7 separate regions of the Mus musculus genome follow, and all the other regions are linked to region 3. Evidence: chromatin contacts called from public ChIA-PET, Hi-C, HiChIP or PLAC-seq and promoter capture Hi-C data. All regions are on one chromosome and are shown on one strand. The core of a region is the stretch at or near the end of the contact, and the rest is flanking DNA. Distances in the headings are between cores, read along the strand shown.

Region 1 (2,700 bases), core at 110-2,609, 690 kb before region 3:
CGCACGATGGATGTCAGTGTTGTGGGGAAGGCAGCTGAGGGTCTTGGAGCAGGACTCAGCACTCAGGCTGGGAAAGGCTGGGAGAGGCTGGGAATCGCATGTGCTCACACAGGCTAGATAGGCAGGCACAGAGTTGGGAGGGTGGAAACCACAACCTGGTGGCAAGTCCAGCACCAGAGTTCATTCACTCTAAAAGTGAAGATAAGACATGAATTGAAAAGAGGCCAGTGGTGGAGTGCTGGCTCAGCAGTTATGAGCATGTACTGATTTTGCGGAGGGCCCAAGTTTAATTCCCAGTACACCAGGCAGCTCACAATCACATGTAATCTCAGCACCCAGGAATCCAACTTCCTCTTCCCGCCCCAGTGCACATCTGCACTGGCATGCACATAGCCCCACATAGACACACAGAATGGCAGAGTGGGGGGCTTGAAGAGTGGAGAGGAGAGAGCTGCTACACAGTGGGAATCTGGGTGAAGGGTATGATATTAAGATTTAGAGAGCAAGGTGGTGGTGGGGCACACCTTAAATCCCAGCACTCTGGAGGCAGAGGCAGGTGGATCTCTGTGAGCTCAAGGCCAGCCTGGTCTATGAAGGAAGAGCCAGGACAGCCAAGGCTACACAGAGAAATCCTGTCTTGAGAAGCAAACAAACCAAATTTAAAAAATTTAGAACCTAGTGCTTTCTCTACTACATTCATACTACATAGCACAGTCTCCTAGATGAGGTTTGCAGAGATCCAAAGGTCTACTGAGATGACTTGCAGTAATCATAGAAAAATGAAATGAACTTTCAGTTCTGTGAGATGAAGGGTAATTGCAGTAGGAGGACTGTCGTGCATTTTCTTCAGTTCTACCTCTTATGGCTAAAAAAAAAAAGTCACGAGGGATAATATTTAGGGGCTGTCACTGAAGCTCAGATGAAAAGGTGTTCACCTTATGTGCTTAAGGCCCTGGGTTCAATCCCCAGCACAGTTTAAAGCTCAGCATGAAGGAACAGCCCTGTAGTACTAGGTTGAGGAAGGAAGACAAAGAGTTCAAGGTCATCCTCAGCTACTTCATAGGTTCAAGGCCGGCCCAGGGTACTTCAGATCCTGTCCTAAGAAACCAAATCAATCAATCAATCAATCAATCAATCAAACAAACAAAAAACCAAGACTATTTTAGTACTTAACAGAAGGTAATCTTTCCTAGTTGCATCATAGCTTCGTAGACACCCTAAATCAGAGGGCACTGGTCAGGGACACCCCAGTGATAGATATATACAGCTCTGGGTCCAAGAAAGGGCTGCATTGGTGAGGAACCAGCAAGAAGCCTCTAGAATTGAGTTTCCTGAGAAGGCAGGAAATGACTAAAGTGAAACTTAATTAACTTGTGTTTTCTGTCTTGATCTTACTCAGTGGATACGTAGTTTAAAGTACTTCAGAGCATGCACACTGGCAGCCAGAATTAGGCTGTTATATAACCGGGAAGGGAAACCATTTGTCACACATGGTTGTGGATGGGCACAGACTGCTCTGTGTGTTGGATTTTGTTTCCTGATGGTAGCAAGAATTAGGGAGAAGGAACATCTGGGCAGTGATTTCAGGGGCTGCCAGCCAAGTGGAAAGCCCTTGATAGCTTATTGGCAGGACCCCAGGCTGGAAATCTGGGCAGCTGCCTCCAGATGCCAGCAATAAGCAACCTGGGACTCAGAAGTTCCTAGAATCTAGGCGTGGAGCCTCTAAGGTAGGTGGGCGGGTGCCAATTCGGTGCCATGGCGAGACACAGGAGATACATTAGAGAGGGGAGCAGTCACGCAGGGTGGCATAAACATTTAATCCCATCGTGTAGCAGGCAGAGGCAGGAAGATCCCTGTGAGTCCAGGGCAGCCAGGGCTGCACAGTGAGACCTTGTCTCAAAGGAGAGAGAGAGGTAGCTGGGGTATGGGTGGGGTGGGGGTGGGGATGGAGGATATGCAGATAGGATGCTAGGTTGGAGCCAGCCCAGTGTGCTGAGGGATCCTCCTTTTCTATAGTGTCACAAATAACTGTGTCATGGATTTAAGGTACCACCATCATTACCATCAACATCATTACCATCAACGTCATTACCATCACCACCACTGAGTTACCATTGCTGCATCACCGTCATCATTACCACCAAATTACCATCTGTCATTCACTTTAGATCTGTTCAATCACCTTTTTTAATTTTCACAAAACTGTCAGGAATTGTTATCCCCCCGCCCCCCCCCCCAAAGGGAACCAGGTGTCAGAGACACTCAGTGATTTACCAAGGGTTACATATCTAGGGATGGCAGAGCTAGACTGTGGCTCCTACCCTGGGTTAGAGTAGTCTGTAGAAAGACATTCAGTATCTGTGCGGCGATGGGCAACTATGGCGTTGGCGGCAGGGGGCAGGGGGCAGGGGGCAGGGCGTGTTTCAAGACAGGGTTTCTCTGTGTATTCCTGACTATCTTAGAACTCACTATGTAGACCAGGCTGGCTTCAGTTCAAACTCAGAGTTCCACCTGCCTCTGCCTCCAGGGTGCTGGAATTAAAGGTGTGTACCACCACCACCTGGCAACTTTTTTTTTAAAAAATCTGTAAAATGGGGAGATAGTAGTTAAGAAATCTACTTCGTTGGGGGAAACCGAGGATCGAATGGGAAACAATAGAATGAACTGACTTCAGGAGAGATAATGCCTGATTTAATAAAT
Region 2 (3,047 bases), core at 103-2,602, 800 kb before region 3:
TCTCCTACAAGATGAAAATAAGGACAGTATCAACATTGTGAGTGGTGATGTGTGCAGAGCCTCGGAAGGCCAGGCACACAGGCTGTGTCTGTACAGGGCCGCTGTTAATACTCTCCTAGGTCTCCCGAGTATCGGGGCAGAGGAGAGCTCGGAAGAAGATTCACAGAGGCCACTCATCGATGGTGCTGAAAATGAAGATGACTATGAGCCTAACTATTCGATCCAGGAGGACAGGGCTGTCGTCCAAGTGAAGGCCATAAGCTTTCATCAGGCTTGCTGCCTTCCTGGGGTCATCCCGGTAAGGACTCCCTGGTCTCCTTCCACAGCTGGCCGGGTGTGGTACCTTCAGTGCTGTGCTGGGTGGGGAGCACGCTGCCTTCTACTGTCTACTGATGCAGTCCTAGGTGGTTGTGTAGCATCTGTCAGCTTCCCTGGTAGCCATGGAAACCCTGTCACATATAGAAGCTTCAGACAACAGGGGTTGGGCGGGCATGTCCAGACGTGACTCGTGAACATGCTGATGCTGATCCATCATGCAACTGCCAAGGCACAGTTAACAAGTTTTTAAATATTTTGATCTCTCAGATTTACCTGGACCAAGAGGGGTTTTGAATGGTTCATCATCTGCCTATTTGTGAATTCTGATCATTCTGGGGAGTAGGGAGTTGCCCAGTCCTAGGACAGAGTACACAAGGATTTCTTGGTAATTTATCCCAGCATTTCCACAACCTTTGCAGTCCAGGTCAACTCTGTCTGAGCGGAGCCCCTCCTGCTGCTGCAGTCTGTCTGTCTTCATGTTTTGGGGGTCCTATCACTGGAGTGGAAGTTAAGAGGCCTAGGTTGTGTTTGCAGCTTGCCCAGTAACTTTCTGTGAGACTTGGATAAGTCTCCCAACCCATCCTTGTGTCTCAGTGCCAGGGAATGGAGATGGCACCCATCTTGCCTGGCTCATTGTATAGTTCACAAAGCATCTGATTTCATGATGCAAGTCTGCAGCCATCCTACTCTGTCCCTCCCAGCTCTCTTCTGCCCTCTGCCTCTCTGCTAAAAAACTAACCCTACGAACAGGCAGTCAGTCAAGTGTAACACTCTCTAATTCTTAGAGCTAGGGAATAGGGAAATAGAGATAGAGATAGGGAAACTCTGGTTCCTTTAGGCCCTTGTAGTCCTGTTCTTATGAACATAGTGCCTTTCGGTTATAAAAATATTATACCAGCAGTTGTTTTGGTAGAGACAGAACTTCAGTTTGTTGTGGCTAAACAAGAAACTTACTTGCTGGCTCCTTTGTACTCCTAAGCCATTGTTCTCTGGCACTGGCAGGGTGGAGAGGAAGTCTAGCTAAGCCTTTGTCTTTGTAGCAGGCTTCTGGGCTGAGAGCTGTGGTGGTCAGGATTTGGCTCTCTACGGGGTGTCTGCTACCCTGCCTGCCAGGGAAGCACTTTTAAAACAAGTGGCACCTGGGAAATCACTGGCACTGGGGTGGGGGTGGGGGTGGGGTGCAGGAGTTCTAGCCAGACACTCTTTGAAGTCCGCCCTCTTCCTCTGCCTTCCCTTTGATGCTAATAGTCAGGGTTTCCTGGTAATAATGTATGTGTTGAGTACAGGAGTCTCAGCCATCACCCACTTAAGGCAGCTCTTTCAGAAGAGAGCCAGAGGCCAGTGGAAACCATAGCTCTTTCTTTTTGGCCCTCCAGAAAGGCTCTTTTCTGTGGGATGTGGTCCACAGGTAGATGTCTTTCTGTCTGTGACTGAGTCATTAACTCTCCGTAGTTTGCAGAATTAAATTTGCGGGGAGAGAACCAAGAAAGCCTGGCTGCCAGCAAGATGAGCTGAGGTTTGCTAGGCCAATTTGCCTGTGGCTGATGGTGGTTGGAAGCATGAACACCAGGGACCTTTTGTCTAAATAAAGAAACGTGGGTACAGTGTGTACTGCTTTCTGGGTTTCAAACACTGCCTTGCTTTTACCAGAGAAATGATAGAAGAAGAAACTGGGGGTAGTTAAGAAAAAGCTGTGCATAATTCCTTCCTTCCTTCCTTCCTTCCTTCCTTCCTTCCTTCCTTCCTTCCTTCCTTCCTTCCTTCCTTCCTTCCTCCTTTCTTTTTTTGGAAACCAGTAGAAGTAAAGAAAGAGGGCTTCTGGGTAAGGTCAGGGAGGACCCCATGCTGTGCTGTATGCTGCTTGTTGACAGTTGTGGTTTCTCCTGCAGTACTCACTGGCCTACGCCTGCCTGAAGCTAGTGAACTACTCCTTCTTCTTCTGGCTGCCCTTTTATCTGAGTAACAACTTCGGGTGGAAGGAAGCCGAAGCTGACAAGCTGTCCATTTGGTACGACGTCGGAGGTATCATAGGTACGCATGTGTGCCTCTCCTTCCGCGTGGTTAGTCGCCTGCCATCTTTCAGAGTTAGGAAATCTCATTTGAAGTTTTATTGCTTGCTCCACAGCCGTCTTTCCCAACCCGTCCTACCAGTAAACACGCAGCTTCTGTGAGAACAAAAAGTCCAAAGGAAGAGGGCCAGCTTGAGACTGACAGGCTGTGGTTTATAGGGGCTGTCTTCTCTTAGTCTGCGGGTGATGGATCAGCTCTTTTGTCCTGGGAACACTTGGAAATCTCTTTAAATGCAGCGCCTTTGTGTGCTTTCAGGGATGGCTTGGCTTTGAAGCTGATTTTGTGAGAGATTCAAGATGGAGTAGGAATGTGTTCATTTTGGCTTCCTCCCACTGTCCCGCTATCTCCAGCCAAGGAAGCAAACATAGCACCTTAGTGTGTAGATTGTCAGGTACCAGAGGAAGGGCAAACAGAAGGATTTCCCTTTCCTTTCTTGTCTGTGTTTGCTGGATACAACAGATTTATTTTATTTTCCAGGCTAGGGATTGAACCCTGGGTTAGGAAATGTACTATAACCCTAGTTCTATAACAGATTTTAGCAGTGGCTTTGCGATGTAGCCAGAAATACAAATGAGGAAATAATAAACCCTTAGGCAAGACCAACAGATTATACACTGTGGCCTCACCTTAACATCTCTGTCTGTGGTATTTACACATTA
Region 3 (2,757 bases), core at 112-2,611:
CTAAGGATTCTAATCTAACTGTATTTTTAAAAGCCCTTTCCTTCAATTCTAATTCAGTGGGCATCAAATATCCAAAATGATTCTGTTTTCAGCACAGGTAAAATTTGCCAATATTTACTGAAGTCTCTAATACGTGGTCTAACAAAATGGAGGTCTCTCGGTGGGAAAAAAAAATAGGCCTAAACACTTCTACAAAATGGGGCCAAACACACCCACTTTAAGAAACCATGGTTTGGGTCAGATTTTCCACACACACGAAAAAAAAAAGTTGATTCTGTAAGGGCTCGACGAAGCGTCCCTGGAACTGGGGGTTAGTAGTGGTTTCGTTAAGACCAGGGAGGGAGGGGATGTTTCTCTCCACACTCTAGAGGACGGCGGCGAGGGGTGATCCGAAAGCCCAGAGGAAAGGAGCTGGAGCTGGGGGTGGAGACCTGAGCGCCCCGCCGGTCCCTGATCAATAGTCAAACTGACCGCCCCACTACTCCAAGACAGACTTGGGCTCTCCCAACCCCGCCAAGTCAACAGCAAAAGGCACAAACTCCCCTTTCTGCTCCCAGGCCCCGCCTCGCCGCATTGGCAGCAGTTCCCGCCAATCCGCACGGTCACCGCCCCCAAGACCGCCTGCCAAGCCCTGATTGGACTGGAAGAGAGACGGGGGGGACCTCGCGCTACCAATCTGGGAACCCCTTACTCGGCCGCACGCGCGCGCCCAAGTGCTCCCTCGGAGGCCTCCCCCTCCCCAGGCACGGCCCCTCCCCCACCCCCAGGGCTCTGGCAGCGACTTACCGTCCCGAGAGGTGCCCATTAACTGGTCCAGCATAGCGCGCATCTGGGCCTGCGCCGACATGGCGGCGGCGTAGCGGGCGGGCGGTCGGGCGGGCAGGCAGGCGGGGGTGGGGCACCGGCCGGGCCCTGGCGGGCGGGGGACGAGGGGAAGGGGTGGGGGAGGTGCGGCGCTGTCTCGGTGGCCGCCGCGGCCTCGAGGCCCGCGAGTAGGGAGTCGGAGGGGTCGTGGAGAGTCCGGGCTGCGCTCCTCACGACGGCGTGAACGCGGAAAATGGCAGCCCCCCTAGAGAGTGAGCCCTGGTGCCCTCACTCTCCGTCCGGTTCCTGAGACAGACGCGACACAGGCTAAGCCGACTCTCGCCTCCTCCCGACACCAACACCCGCCAGAAGCCGTCAACCCCCCCCCCCAGCAAGCGAGCTCTGACGCGGCTCGCAGCCGCCGCGACGGGAGCGCGCACGCAGCTCGCGCCTAGTCGTTTCCCGTGGGGGTTCGGCCAATCGCCATCCACGTCGCTGCGCTCCGCCCTGCCCCTCCTACGAAGGGTCCCACCCTAACGGCTCCCGAGCGCGTTCACGTCTGCTCACCCCGCCCCTCTCGGAGGCTGAGTCTCGCGAGAATGATGCTCTTTTTTTTTTTTTTTTTTTTTTTTTTTTTAGCCTACTCCGAAGCCTCTTCGGCCCCGGGCGTCTAAGCAGCAGGTCACTTAGGCCTTTGCTGTTTGCCGCCCTGGCGTCCAGCCGCAAATTAGCCAGTGCCGAGCTTAGAGCGAGTCGCAGTAAGTAGTGCGACAGAAGTTCTCAGGGTTAGTGCTTTCCCGACGGATGCTGGCGGAATCGCAAGCCCGTGGGAGCCCCGAGCCCGAGCGGAGGACACCTAACCTTATCCTCAGGCCACTGCCCCTCATCAGTGCCCGAGTTCGGGACATGTCAGGTTCAGGAAAAAGAAAAAGCAAACAAACCGCGAAATCAACACAGTGGAAATCAGGCCTCCCGACCCCTTCTGCTACGTTTAGGACAGCTGGAAGCTGCTAGTCTGAATTCGGAGCTGGGCAAAGTGAGAGCTTGGGACAGGCCATAATGCAGAGCAGCGTTTCCGTGGGGTTCTTGGCTGACTGTCGCCCTGCACTCCCACGCCCTGCTGACTGCGACCTTCCAACCGTAGTTGATTTCTTAATCTCAAGGCTGGTGGGGCTGAGGCCAGAGTGAGCCAACGGGAAATACTTAGGCCACGGCTGCTTACCGGTTTTCGAAAAGGAAAAAAAAACTGGCGAGTCTTTTAAGCTGAAACGTCGCAACTTTAGATAATAACTGGGAAATTATGGATATTTTTTGCCGTTTCATTATAATTGCCCATGCATTGAGGAACTAAAACTTCAAACTAGCGCCAGCTTCATATTAAAATCATATGAAAGAATCATCACAATTCCAAGGTTTAACTAGGCACTGAGCCGATGCAAATTACGTTATCTAGTCAGCAACTTGCCAAAAAAAAAAAAAAACACAATTATTCAGAGTACTGTTTTTGAGACAGGGTGTCAATGTTATGAGAAAAATAGCCTTAAAAAGTGAGAATACCGGAGACTCAGCATAGGTTAGGAATGGAGACATTTTTCACCTCTGCAGAAGTTAGGCATCACCCTGACACAAAAGACAAACTGAGCTGCCAACTTAGCATAAAACTGTTTAGTTGTTGTTTGGGTTTTTGTTTGTTTTTTTAATTACATGTCGTCTCTCTCCACTTTTTCTTCCCAACTTTTGGTTTTTTCGAGACAGGGTTTCTCTGTGTAGCCTGGAACTCACTCTGTAGACCAGGCTGGCCTCGAACTCAGAAATCCACCTGCCTCTGCCTCCCAAGTGCTGGGATTAAAGGCGTGCGCCACCACACCCAGCTTCTTCCCAATTTTTAACATTACCCTCTCTCCAAATTCCTCAGCCTTCTGGTTCAAGACACAAATATTACCCAGTGAAGTG
Region 4 (2,700 bases), core at 5-2,504, 570 kb before region 3:
TTGGTCTACTCTAATCCCATTTTATTACATTTTTGTAGTAATACTCCCCCCCCCCCCCAGCACACACCTTCCTAAGGATTGAGCCCAGGGGCTATACCCTCAGTTGCTCTTTTCTGTAGTATTTTATACTTAGAATAAAATTTTATTCATTTTAAATTAATTTTCTAAGCACTCACCTCCCAATTTTCAGCCTTCACCTTTCCTTTTTCCACTTTCCTAGTACCTCCCACACTCCACTGTGACCAAAGTGTTGGGTTTGCTTCATGCTCACTCAAAAACATCCTACTGTGTACACTTTCAAATCCAGACTGGACTAGAACTCAGAGATTGCCTGCCTCTGCCTCCCAAGTGCCGGGATTAAAGGCGCCTTCACACCTGTCGTGCCTGGTGTCTGAAGCGTCCAGAAGAGGGTGTCAGATCCCTCCTGGAACCAGGGTTACAGGCAGTTGTGAGCTGCTATGTGGGTGCTGGGAACCCGGCCGAGGTCCTCTTCCAGAGCAGTGCGGCCGCTTAACCTCCGATCAGCCCCATGGAATACTACTTGATTACAATCTTTTCTCACAACATACTAATGTCCTTCTAGGTCAAACCCAGAGAATTAACATGCTTGTTAAACTCTTGTTGTCTGAATCACCGTCTTACTGTTTCCAGTACTCCGTCCTCTCCTGTGAACATGACTTACTAACGCTTTTATTCCCGGGAGACTCCTGGAGGAAGGAATGGGGGTGCCAAAAGTCGTATTTTAATAGGTATACCCCCACACACCCCCGTTTACTTACCCCGAGAACGTTTAACTCCCAGGGTAACACACAGGAGAGTTCTTTCCGGTGAGGAATCGAACTAGGTGCATCACCTTTACTCAGAAGGGGCGAGGGAGGGAGGATCGGCCCCCTTTAAAGGACGTACCTACGCTTTCCTTCTGGAAATGCGGGATCCGCTACAAAAGCGGAGTGTCTGGCAATTCGGAGCGACTGTTTCCGTTTGTTCCGGGGTGCGGTGGGACCGGGTCCGTCGTCCCCGCTTCCGAGGCCCGCCTGCTAAAGCCCGCTTTGGCTCGGGCGACTTCTGAGCCCCCCTGAGCGCGCCGGCCGACGCACCAACCGGCCGCAACCGGCCGGCGCCGTCTGGAAACTTCGCTCGGCTTTTCCGAGATCGAGGTTGCTGACTGAACCCCCCGCGGCGTCCCTCGGGCCTAGCTGAACGCGCCACTCGCCTCACAGGACGCTGCTGCCTCGAAGGGAGCGGCCACGACTCCCTCAGACGCGGGAGTCCGGCCCCGTGAGGACCCGCGCCCCGCATCTCCGGCCGCGCGACGCCTCGAGGCACGCCGGGTCGCCCAGTGCGCGCGCAAGCGAGCGCGGGCCGCCGTCGAGCCGCGCGGTCCCCAGCTGGCGGCCCTAAGACAAGGGCGCCGGCTCCTCAGCTGCGGCCCGAGGGCGTGGCAAGGCCCCACGGCTCCTGTTTTCCCGGCCGGAGCCCGCTTTCGGTTTCGTTTCCTTCCAGCGAAACAGTGGGGCCCGGCCCGTGAAAGGCGCCGCCGTCCGTGCTAAGCCTCAGTCCGACGGCCATGGCCCAGGCCGCGGTGGCAGTGGCAGAGGTGACCCAGCTGCTGTGCGCGGCGGGGGGCGCCTTGGAGTTGGCGGAGCTGCGGCGCCGCTTGCGAACCAGCCTGGGGACCGACGCGCTGGAGCGGCTGCTGCGGGACTGCGGGCGCTTCGTGGTGGCCTCGCGGGCGGTCGTGGCCGTGGGCGCGGGCCGGGAGGCCGCGGCGGCAGCCTCGGAGCGCTTGGTGCTGGCCGTGTCGTCGCTGCGTCTGTGCCGCGCGCATCAGGGCCCCAAGCCGGGCTGCACCGGGCTCTGCGCGCAGCTGCATCTCTGCAAGTTTCTCATCTACGGCAACTGCAAGTTCCTGAAGACCGGGTAAGGACGCCAACGGTGGGCTTGGGCGGATGCTCCTGGCCCTCCACTCTCGGACCTCCACCCTCGTCCCGTGATTGGGGCAGACCGCTAGGTGACAGTTCCTCAGCCTCGCCTGTCCTTCACTCTCAAGAACGTTTATTGATCACCTACTTAGTGACTGGCAGTGTATGGTGGACTAGCACAGATAGAATGTGGTGCCAAGAGGGACACCTGAGCATGGCAGTATGGCCCCCAGGAGGGAAGCTGGTCCTCAGGGCTGCTTTGAGGAGCAGGCAGCAAGGCTTGCTGTCCCAGCTGTAAGGAGGCTTTGGAAGTGCCACTCAACTTCTGTTTGTCTGTTTACAAGCCGAAATTCAGAATTTCAAGATCCATAGAGAGTTCCGCTCTCCTCTAGCCACAGACCTTCCTGGGTGCCTTTCTACACCCCCACCCCCCACCCCCCACTTTGTTTCATTTAGGTGGCAGAGCCCTGTCTGGAATGCCCTTCCTGGTTTGCTTTTTTAGCGCCTCGGGCAGGAGCTGAAAGATTTTTCGCTTTTTTGAGCTTTCTCTAACTCTTCCACAACACACTTTATGTCCTTATTAGTCTGGGCTGCTCTCTGCTTGCACCTGCAAGGTGATTAGTGAAATCTGTTTATACTGAAGAATTTGGGCCTCACCTTAAAGGTGATAAGGCCTGTTGAATGTCAGCTGTGAGGTTTGTGTTTTAGGAAGATGTCTTGGGTAATGATTCGGGGATGCTGGGTTAGGAGAGGATGTTGGAGACTTCATGCTTCGAAT
Region 5 (2,947 bases), core at 27-2,526, 830 kb before region 3:
TTAGCTAAAAGCTGGTCTGTAAGTCAAGAAGAGTTTGGTGGATGTCACCGAAGACATAAGATTAACTGTGAAATGAACCCAGGTCCAGGAGTGCCTTTTGTAGACCAGGCTGGCCTCGAACTCAGAAATCCGACTGCCTCTGCCTCCCGAGTGCTGGGACTAAAGGCGTGCGCCGGGTGGAAGCGTTCTTACTACCTGGCCTTGGATGCCCTGAAAGAGGAAACTGGGTGGTAGCACGGGAATCTTCCTTCTCTCCTCTTTCTCCTCCTCCACGTCTTCCTCTCCCCCTTTCTATTTTTATTTATGTGTTTTTGTATGTCTCTGTGTGTGTCATGTTCACGGAGGCCAGATGAGGGTGTCAGGTCCTCTGGAACTAGAGTGTGAGTCACCATGGAACCAAATCTAAGTCTCCTAGATGGGCAGTCACTGCTCTTAACTGCTGAGCCGTCTCTCCAGTTCCATTTTTTAAAAAATGATTTATTTATTTTTATTATATGTAATTACACTGTAGCTGTCTTCAGACACTCCAGAAGAGGGAGTCAGATCTCATTACTGATGGTGTGAGCCACCATGTGGTTGCTGGGATTTGAACTTCGGACCTTCAGAAGAGCAGTTCTTACCCACTGAGCCATCTCACCAGCCCTCTACAGTTCCATTTTTAAAAATGCACAGATGTGGGCTGGTGAGATGGCTCAGTGGTAAGAGCACCCGACTGCTCTTCCGAAGTCCAGAGTTCAAATCCCAGCAACCACATGGTGGCTCACAACCATCTGTAACAAGATCTGACGCCCTCTTCTGGAGTGTCTGAAGACAGCTACAGTGTACTTACATATAATAAATAAATAAATCTTTTTTAAAAAAAAAAATGCACAGATGTATGTATGTACGTACATATGTATGTATTTAATCATCTTTCCAGCTACGCTGCTGGGGATCTTAATACGAACTATTTATTTTGGTGCAATGGCAATGGGGTGCAGAGCTGTGAATACAAACAGGTGAATGACTATTCCTACCTATATGGACAACTGCATTTAATTAAACAAGAGTCTAAAACAGAATAACGCCTCCTCTTGAAAAAATGGTCAGCCTATCGGTTCTTCTCAAATGATATCTCTCACTCGTTGCTTTTCTCCGCTAACATTTCTGGACCTAGTCCCTTCCTGCAGGAGCTCAGTTAAACCCAACCAGTGGACTTTACAGCTCGCAGGTAAAGCGGCACTGGCGGACTACAGCTCCCGGCATGCACCTGTCCCCGAGGTCACGTGAGCGTCCGGAAGCTCTGGCCACATCCCGCTGGGTGAGGTGGCGGCGGGGGCGGCGGGAGCGGAGTCTAGCGGAGCGGGTTCTTCGGCGGGTCTCAGGTGCGAGCCTGCGTGCGCTCGGGTGCTTGGGGTCCTGGCCGGGTTGGGCGCGCGGTGGGCTTCGGGCGTGGGAAGCGCGGACAGCTGGTGGGTGTGGCGGCTCGGGCGCCGCTGGCAGCTGGCCCCCACCAGACCCCCACCGGGACCCCACCGGAGCTCCTGGTGCTGCCGCTGTGCAGTCCCGAGGCTGTGTGCACCGCAGAGGGAGGAGGACACCAGACACCAGAGAGGGAAGGTGGCCCAGCCCAGCCCACGCAGACCTCCCGGGTAGGGGGTACTTGTTCCCCTCGGCCCACCGATCTTGGCTCATGGGACGTTTGAACGGAAGAAAATGAAACCCAAGGAAAGGGTTCATGGTTTAGCAAGAGGAGGGCCACGTTTCAGGTAGGGTGGGAGGCGTTTGGATAGGATGCACGGAGGTCAGAGGGAGAATTGACTTCGTGGAAAAACTAGGGGTTTGTTTTCGAGTAACTGCCACGACCTCAGGGAATTCGGCTCTGCTTCTTATTCGAATGTCAGACTTTGGTTGTTCTTATTTGTAGAGTGTGGCCTGTTCTTAATTTTGATAAGACAATGGGGATGTGTCCACTTTTAACATTTTCTGCAATATGTTAAGCGATGCCGTGATATTTTACTGAAATGTTTAGAGGATACCTAGTTGCCAGGGCGAGCCTCTTTAGCCATTGCTTGATGTCTTCACTCACATTTCTGTTTACGAAACAATCACTGATGAAGAGAACACCTCGACTACTGTGGTAGTTGAATTATTCTTTTGCCACTTGCCAGATGTTCCTTGTAAGTAAAACAGAGTCTGCCCTAAACACACAGTAAATCCTTTCATTTAATCCTTAAGTGAGGAAAGAAGTGAAGTAAATGGACTTGACCTTTAGTGTCAGAGTTCTCTGTTTTTCAGGAGCAGTTCAGTGCTCATTGTTTAAGGTTTTGGATGAGTGCCTGGTCCTCAAGTGAGGATGACATGCTGTTGTTGCAGTGATAACTGGCACGATTAGGGCTTTGTCTGAAGGGCAGAGGAGAAAGTAGTTGTCTTTGAAAGAAAATAGGGAGAAGTTGGCCTTAGGAACCCTGGTATAAATGGATGTGGTTTTAGGAACCCTGAAACAGCTAGCTAAGTCCTTAACATCTGTGGTAATGCGGCAGTTTTAAGAAAAAGTGTGTGTGTGTGTGTGTGTGTGTGTGTGTGAGAGAGAGAGAGAGAGAGAGAGAGAGAGAGAGCGAGCAAGTGCACGGACAAGTGTCGAATAGTCCAGGTAATCACCATCTCCCTGTGTAACTGAAGATGTCCTTGACCTTCTAATCTTCCTGTCTCTGGAGTGCTAGGGTTGGTAGTCAGGTGCCATGGGTGCTGGTCAAGCACTCTACCACTGAACTAGACCATGCGTTTTTTGTTGTTTTGTTTTGTTTTTGAGACAGGGTTTCTCTATATAGCTCTGGCTGTCCTGAAACTCTGTAGACCAGGCTGGTCTCGAATTCAGAAATCCACCTGCCTCTGCTTCCCAAGTGCTGGGCTTAAAGGCATGCACTACCACTGCCCGGCTAGACCATGCTTTTAAAGCAGGCTCTCA
Region 6 (2,700 bases), core at 43-2,542, 870 kb before region 3:
GAGGCAGATCTCTGTTCATTGAAGTCCAGCCAGGTTTACTTTATTGAGGAGGGAGAGAGAACTTTGGATCTAAAATGTTCCTCAGAAGTTCATGTGATGTGTCTTGGACTCCAGTGATTTATGCTTAGACACAGTTTTGGAGAAATGATTGGCACTGCCCTCATCAGTGGATTCATATAACCTGATGGTGGAAACTCTAGGGGAATGGGCATAGTTAGCTGGGAGCCAGTACTTGGGAGCATGTCCTTGAAGGCTGTCTGCTTACTGACAGATTCTTGCAGTGTAGCCCAGGCTGGCCTCAAGCCTGTGACCCTTTTTGATAGGTTATTTCTCTGATGTTGGTGAAATGAGCCAATTCACACTAGATTCGAGTCTATTAAAGGCAGGTTTATTGGGAAGCTCTCTCAGGCAGGCTAGTTCACTGGCCTCAGGAGTCGCCACGGGGGTAAGGATGGGATAAGGAAGGGAGAGAGAAAAAAAGAAAGGGCATGCAGGCAGAGAGGAGACAGAGAAAATGTCTAGAAATATAGGGAGGAGCCTCTGGGGTGAAGGGCAGCCTAGCTCCTGGGCTGGAAAGTTCAAGGTTGGGGGCAGGGAATGCCAGATAGGGACTAAAAGGACGCTAGGGAAGTCCGGAGGTCAAGTCTGCTTTGATATGTAAAATATGCACCTCAGTTCCTGGTCAGGTATAAAACCAAACACTTTTTTCCTTTAGCTTCCCAAGAGCTGGTATTACAAACAGGCTACCACACATAATTCATTTACAACATTACTGTTATTACTTTGACAGGATCTATTTAGCTTGGGCTGGTCTCGAACTTGCAGCCATTGTGATACTCAAGTCTTCACATTGGTGGGATTCCAAGATGTCTGCCGCCAGGCCCACCTGGGCACTTCCATCAGCAGGGATTCTGACAGTTCCTGTGAGAGAAAGAAACAGATCCCAACACAATAGGTTGGGATCTCACTCTAGATAAAGAGCAGACACAGCCCCAGGCCTTCCCCCACCTTGTACGTGCGCCACCAGCCATAGGCAGAAGTTGGTCCTTGCATGTGGTCCTTTGATGGCTAGGATGGCTAGGACCAGGACCATCCTAGCACACCTGGCTAAGCGTGTGATCACGCCCCTTTAGGGCGGAGCCTAAGCCATCACCAATCAGCGTCGCCGGAGGAGGGCCGCGGGTGCCCTGCGGAGCCCGCAGTTCCTGAGACCTGAGCGCTCGGAGACGCGGTGACACGGCGCGGGACTGGCGCAGAGCTCTCGGGCTCCTCAGCCTCCCTCCCCTCCCCTCCCTTCGCTGTCTTCTCCTTCTCAGCCGGACCGGAACTATGTGATCCCGGAAGTTCCGGGGCCATTGCTGTGTGGGATAAACAGTAATGGCGGAGGCTGCGGCTCCCGGAACAACAGCCACAACATCAGGAGCAGGAGCGGCAGCGGCGGCGGTGGCAGCGGCCTCCCTCACCTCTATCCCCACAGTCGCTGCCCCGTCCCCGGGGGCGGGAGGAGGGGGCGGCGGCAGCGACGGCAGCGGCGGCGGCTGGACGAAACAGGTCACCTGCAGGTAGGACGTTGCGTGGCGCGGCGGAGGGCGGGGGCTGCGGGGCCGAGCAAGAGGCGGAGGCGGGCGTCGCGGGGTCCCCGCTGCGGCTGTCCGTACAGCATCGCTGCGTCAGCCTCCGCAGAGGTTGGCCGCGGCATCGCTGCGGGTTTCAGACTGCGGGCTCGGACTGCAGGGCGGTCCCGTCACCTCGCCTCGCTCAGCGGCGCCCCGGTGCGTGCGGAGAGGACCGGTGTCCCCGCCCTGGCCTCCATCGCTACAGGTTCGGGGATGCGGCGCGAGCTCGCCGATGCGAATCGGGCTCTAACGACCCTCGGTGCGCCCTGAGACCCTCCAAGGGTCCCGGCGAGCTCGGCCGGCCCCGGGGCTCCGAGCCGGGCTATCCGTTTGTAACGTCTTTTCTGCTCTCTGCGCCGCTCACCCCCGCCCCGCCGGGAGCAGCCGCTTTTGTATGCCTTTGTATGTAAGTCGGTGGTCGGCGGTTCCGAGCTTTGTCTCCGAACCGAGCGTTCGGAGCCGGCGTTAGGCTCTTCCACCCTTGGTTTTATGAACTGCCATTATTATTACTGTCCCTTTGAGAGGCGTTCTTCTTTGCGAGAAAGGAGATCCGACCAGAGAGGTTTGGTTCTTGTTTGGTAAGCGAGACGAAATTATTGGGAAAATGTATGATCAGGTGACAGTTATACAGTACGTATGTTAAAAAATAATTCCCCAGCTATAAACGTTGGAGGAAGGATTGTTTGTATTAACGATGGGAGGGGGCTTATTGAGACAGTCCTACTGTGTGGCCCCGGTTGACCTATATAGTCTGACTGCCCTAGAATTTTCGGCAATCCTCTTGTTTTTGCCTCTCTAGTGCGGGAGTGCAGGGGTGAGATGATACCACGCCCGAGTATATAGATTTTAACTACCAGGAAGGACTATATACGCTTTTCTATCGGCTAAGAAAATTAAAAGGAAATGCCACTTTAAACCCGGCAAGGACAGTTTATTAACCGCAAATGCTAAAGGCAATTCCTAATGAACAACTCGGTGTTGATATTAACTCCCAAACTGAAGAATCTTCCAGTCTTTCCTGTAACACATTTAATAACGTCAGATTAAAGCTTTCCCCTCAGTCTGTTCTTTTTTTTTTTTTTTT
Region 7 (2,819 bases), core at 42-2,541, 680 kb after region 3:
CAATATTAAAAGTTAAAAACTTCAAGTGTTCTCCCAGAAATAATTACTGCACTTCAAATCACTTTCAACGATTTAAACCTGGTAACATAAGCAAAGGAAACTACCTGTCAAAAACTAATTACCCAATAACACCACAAAAGAGAAAGTAACTTCCAACTACGGCATACAAAACACTTTGGAAGTCTATTTACTTTCTATCGTTTATCGAATCGCTCGAAATAAAATCTCCGAAAGCAGCAGACAACAAAACAACTTATCCCGGTTCCTTTGTCCCCTACGGAGGGGACAGAGAGGGAACTCATTAAGGTAAAAAGCCCGGAACGCACAAGATTCGAAACAGACGGCAGCCAATCTGCAATCAATCATCAAAGAAAATCCCCATCACTTCATCTCCATCCCTTCCTCCCCCCTCCGGCTCGCATAACCCGGGTGTACACGAGCTGATCCAGATCATATGCACCCGGACAAAGCTTTGCGGAGGAGCAGAGAGCAGCTAACTCGCCACAACCGTCAGAGCTCTGCAAAAGTGAGGGACCGCCGAGTCGCTCAGCCGGCGCGGGCCCATTTCACCCCCTCCCCAGCCGCGTGACAGCGGGTCGCGCCCGCCACCTCGCGGGCCCCTCTCACCTTGGGTGGCGAATGGCGAAGGACCACCGGCCGGGGAGCCCGGGGCGGGGGCGGGGGCGGGAGCGGGTGGAGGGGTCTCTGCCGAGCCCAGCGCGGGCGCCGTCAGCATGAGATAGCGCTGCGGCGCGGGCAAACAGCGCTGGCAGAACGAGTGCAGGCAGGGCAGCAGCTTGGGCACCCGGCTCTGGATGTTCTGGTGGCACACGGCGCAAGTGTCCAACAGGTTGAGCCGGGACGCCTCGCCGCCGCTCTCCGAGTCCGGGCCCTGCCGGCTCTCGGCCTCATTCTCCCCGCTCGGCGCCGCCGCTGCGGGGCCTCCGGCCGGAGCCGCTGCCGCCGCCGCCTTCTCCACAGCCACCTCCATTGTCCTGCGGCCGCCGCCGGGGAAGCGGGAGCGCGCTCACCGCCCGCCGCCCCCGACGACCTCCGCAGCCGCCGCCGCCTCCCGCTTCTCCGAGGCCGAACGGACTCGCGGAGGGAGCACAGGGAGGAAGCCACCTCCCGAGTGGCGCGGCCGGAAGACGCGGAGCTGTCAACGGGGACCGGTTCCCGCACCGCGACGCCGCCGCGCGGGCCGATAGGCAAACCGCCACCGAGACGCTCGATTCCGCCCAGCGCGCCCGCCCGTGCCTAGCAGCCTTTCTCTCGGGCCCCTTGGACCACCGCGGGCCCCGCCCCCACCTCCCTCTCCCAGCAACCGCGGCGACTGCGAGCCGAGCGCCATCCAATGACCGCCGCGCCTGCCCAGGGGGCGGGGTCTGCAGAAGCCCGCGAGGCTCGGACGGCCCCCGCGGGAGGTTGGGAGTGGGCGGGGCTAGCCCCGCCGGACGCGAGGACCGCGGCCGCTGATTGGCTCGCTGTGTGTGTGTCTCTCTTCTGTAGATTGTAAAGGAATCATTTGTTAAGGAGCCAGAGCAGGCATCGGGTTCCGCCCGCCGCTATGGCCCCGCCCAAGGGGCGGGGGCTCTGCCCAGTCTACCCAGCCTGATTAATTAAGAAACTGCTTGGAAAACTGCTTTTACTACTGGAGACTTAAATGGGTAAAGGAGTAAGATCGTGGGAGGGCCACGGGAGGATGAAGAAGTAAGTTACGTGCAAACGAGAAGAGACCCAAAACCGGGTTGTATGAGCCCACATTGTGTGAAAGGGGGAGTGTGCAGGCAGCTTTACTCTTTTTGTGGCCTGAATTTATCTCTGTGATGAATTAATGAGAATGATGTAAAGGGGGAGAAATTACAAATTTGTCGGAACTTTAAAAGACCTCAATGGAAAAGGGTGAAATTAATTTTGCTTCTTAAATGAATAAAAGCAGTTAATTTTTTTGAGGACTAAATAAATGATCTGCAAGTGTCCATAGTACCTGAATATTAAACTCTTAAAAAAAAAAAAAAGGCAGACGTGGTAGCACACACCTATACTAATACTCCAGAGGCAAAGGCAGGAAAATCACTACAAATTCAAAGTTATTCTAGGTTTTAGTCAGTGTAAAAGCCTGTCTCAAAAGGGGGGGGGGGGACCTCAATTCTGGTTTTAGAGTTTCAGTATTATATTTCATGTCTTCCTTCTCCCGTGCTTGTTACCGGAAATTCTGGGGAGTCCCATGGGAAGTGCCACCTGTTACTAGGGAAATCAGAGTCCCCTCTTGAGGTTCTTAGTCTCATTAATAAAAGAATTTAAGAAGAGCCTCAAAAGAAGCTGGAGGAAATTTTATTAGAGTTTAAAAGAAAAGAAAGAAAAAAACCAATGCAGGCAAGCTGTAAATCTCAGCAGCTGCCCAGAGGAAGATGGAGAAGTGGAAGAGATGCCATGCCATTTGTGTTAAACAGCCACATGGTTACAGCAGCCACATGGAGGGGAGCTTTAGAGAAAGAGTAAGGAAGCCGAAACTATCAGAGACTGTGTATTAGGCTAACACCCAAAAGAAAAGAGAAGACAAAGAGAAGGTTGGGAGTTTCTGAGACAGAATAGACAGAAATCCTGGAGAATCTCGTGGGGAATCTGGAACTACTGCACTATGGGCCAGGAATTTGGGGGAAGAACACTGTTTATTAAAGAGATTATTCCTCTGTGTCTTTAGCGTGGCTGAAGGTGAACCTGCCTTTCTAAGGGATGGTCCCTTATCCAGGTGATGGGCAGACTCAGCTGGATTAAGGTTTACAGAAGGAGACAATGGCGTGACTCTACCTCAAAGG

The links. Promoter capture Hi-C pulls out the DNA fragments that hold promoters and counts their contacts. Hi-C and Micro-C count contacts between places; a contact is called where the count stands out from the background. ChIA-PET counts read pairs in DNA pulled down with a chosen protein or histone mark. HiChIP or PLAC-seq counts read pairs in DNA pulled down with a chosen protein or histone mark.
Region 1: a Hi-C map of regulatory T cells shows a contact between it and region 3, with 7 times the contacts expected there. The contact joins the enhancer-like site here to the promoter of Luc7l2 in region 3. A contact is called at or near these places in 1 of 484 Hi-C or Micro-C datasets (regulatory T cells), 1 of 115 datasets of contacts at active chromatin or transcription factors (memory CD8 T cells) and 4 of 9 other capture datasets (adipose tissue, liver, macrophages and 1 more).
Region 2: a contact with region 3 is called in an RNA polymerase II ChIA-PET map of memory CD8 T cells, with 94 read pairs. The contact joins the enhancer-like site here to the promoter of Luc7l2 in region 3. A contact is called at or near these places in 4 of 39 promoter capture datasets (embryonic stem cells, liver and pre-B cells), 2 of 115 datasets of contacts at active chromatin or transcription factors (effector CD8 T cells and memory CD8 T cells) and 3 of 9 other capture datasets (adipose tissue, liver and macrophages).
Region 4: a contact with region 3 is called in an RNA polymerase II ChIA-PET map of memory CD8 T cells, with 62 read pairs. The contact joins the promoter of 4930599N23Rik here to the promoter of Luc7l2 in region 3. A contact is called at or near these places in 5 of 39 promoter capture datasets (the 3T3-L1 cell line, hippocampal neurons, liver and 2 more), 4 of 115 datasets of contacts at active chromatin or transcription factors (astrocytes, bone marrow-derived dendritic cells, bone marrow-derived macrophages and 1 more) and 4 of 9 other capture datasets (adipose tissue, embryonic stem cells, macrophages and 1 more).
Region 5: an RNA polymerase II ChIA-PET map of memory CD8 T cells shows a contact between it and region 3, with 83 read pairs. The contact joins the promoter of Slc37a3 here to the promoter of Luc7l2 in region 3. A contact is called at or near these places in 1 of 39 promoter capture datasets (embryonic stem cells), 1 of 484 Hi-C or Micro-C datasets (B cells), 4 of 115 datasets of contacts at active chromatin or transcription factors (astrocytes, effector CD8 T cells, embryonic hindbrain and 1 more) and 3 of 9 other capture datasets (adipose tissue, liver and macrophages).
Region 6: a contact with region 3 is called in an HNF4G HiChIP or PLAC-seq map of pancreatic cancer cells. The contact joins the promoter of Mkrn1 here to the promoter of Luc7l2 in region 3. A contact is called at or near these places in 3 of 39 promoter capture datasets (hippocampal neurons, liver and pre-B cells), 1 of 484 Hi-C or Micro-C datasets (B cells), 4 of 115 datasets of contacts at active chromatin or transcription factors (effector CD8 T cells, fetal liver, memory CD8 T cells and 1 more) and 3 of 9 other capture datasets (adipose tissue, liver and macrophages).
Region 7: a promoter capture Hi-C map of pre-B cells shows a contact between it and region 3, with 5 times the contacts expected there. The contact joins the promoter of Trim24 here to the promoter of Luc7l2 in region 3. A contact is called at or near these places in 2 of 39 promoter capture datasets (liver and pre-B cells) and 2 of 115 datasets of contacts at active chromatin or transcription factors (extraembryonic endoderm stem cells and memory CD8 T cells).

The regions. Positions count from the first base shown.
Region 1 is chr6:39,240,465-39,243,164 of GRCm38.p6, reverse strand. All of the region lies in intron 1 of Gm38794 (a long non-coding RNA gene), which reads right to left. Among named protein-coding and RNA genes, the nearest start is that of Gm38794, 14 kb to the right of the region's middle. Within about 2 kb of position 1,359, at least 72 of the 459 cell types and tissues checked have an H3K27ac peak or open chromatin away from gene starts, as enhancers often do. A contact at or near this core is called in adipose tissue, macrophages, memory CD8 T cells and 1 more, where this site is marked.
Region 2 is chr6:39,346,591-39,349,637 of GRCm38.p6, reverse strand. It overlaps Slc37a3 (solute carrier family 37 (glycerol-3-phosphate transporter), member 3), which reads left to right. Exons shown (of 15, transcript NM_028123.3): 9 at 120-298; 10 at 2,208-2,349. Among named protein-coding and RNA genes, the nearest start is that of Slc37a3, 30 kb to the left of the region's middle. Within about 2 kb of position 1,352, at least 101 of the 459 cell types and tissues checked have an H3K27ac peak or open chromatin away from gene starts, as enhancers often do. A contact at or near this core is called in adipose tissue, effector CD8 T cells, embryonic stem cells and 1 more, where this site is marked.
Region 3 is chr6:38,549,938-38,552,694 of GRCm38.p6, reverse strand. Luc7l2 (LUC7-like 2 (S. cerevisiae)) reads right to left here and starts at 1,361. Exons shown (of 10, transcript NM_138680.3): 1 at 787-1,361. The coding sequence starts at 847.
Region 4 is chr6:39,117,027-39,119,726 of GRCm38.p6, reverse strand. It overlaps 4930599N23Rik (RIKEN cDNA 4930599N23 gene), which reads right to left and starts at 1,254. Exons shown (of 4, transcript NR_045813.1): 1 at 907-1,254. It overlaps Parp12 (poly (ADP-ribose) polymerase family, member 12), which reads left to right and starts at 1,378. Exons shown (of 12, transcript NM_172893.3): 1 at 1,378-1,920. The coding sequence starts at 1,568.
Region 5 is chr6:39,376,036-39,378,982 of GRCm38.p6, reverse strand. It overlaps Slc37a3 (solute carrier family 37 (glycerol-3-phosphate transporter), member 3), which reads left to right and starts at 1,276. Exons shown (of 15, transcript NM_028123.3): 1 at 1,276-1,364.
Region 6 is chr6:39,418,961-39,421,660 of GRCm38.p6, reverse strand. Mkrn1 (makorin, ring finger protein, 1) reads left to right here and starts at 1,292. Exons shown (of 8, transcript NM_018810.2): 1 at 1,292-1,562. The coding sequence starts at 1,378. Gm10244 (predicted gene 10244) reads right to left here and starts at 1,283. Exons shown (of 2, transcript NR_152168.1): 1 at 1,009-1,283; 2 at 367-921.
Region 7 is chr6:37,869,283-37,872,101 of GRCm38.p6, reverse strand. Trim24 (tripartite motif-containing 24) reads right to left here and starts at 1,291. Exons shown (of 19, transcript NM_145076.4): 1 at 628-1,291. The coding sequence starts at 991.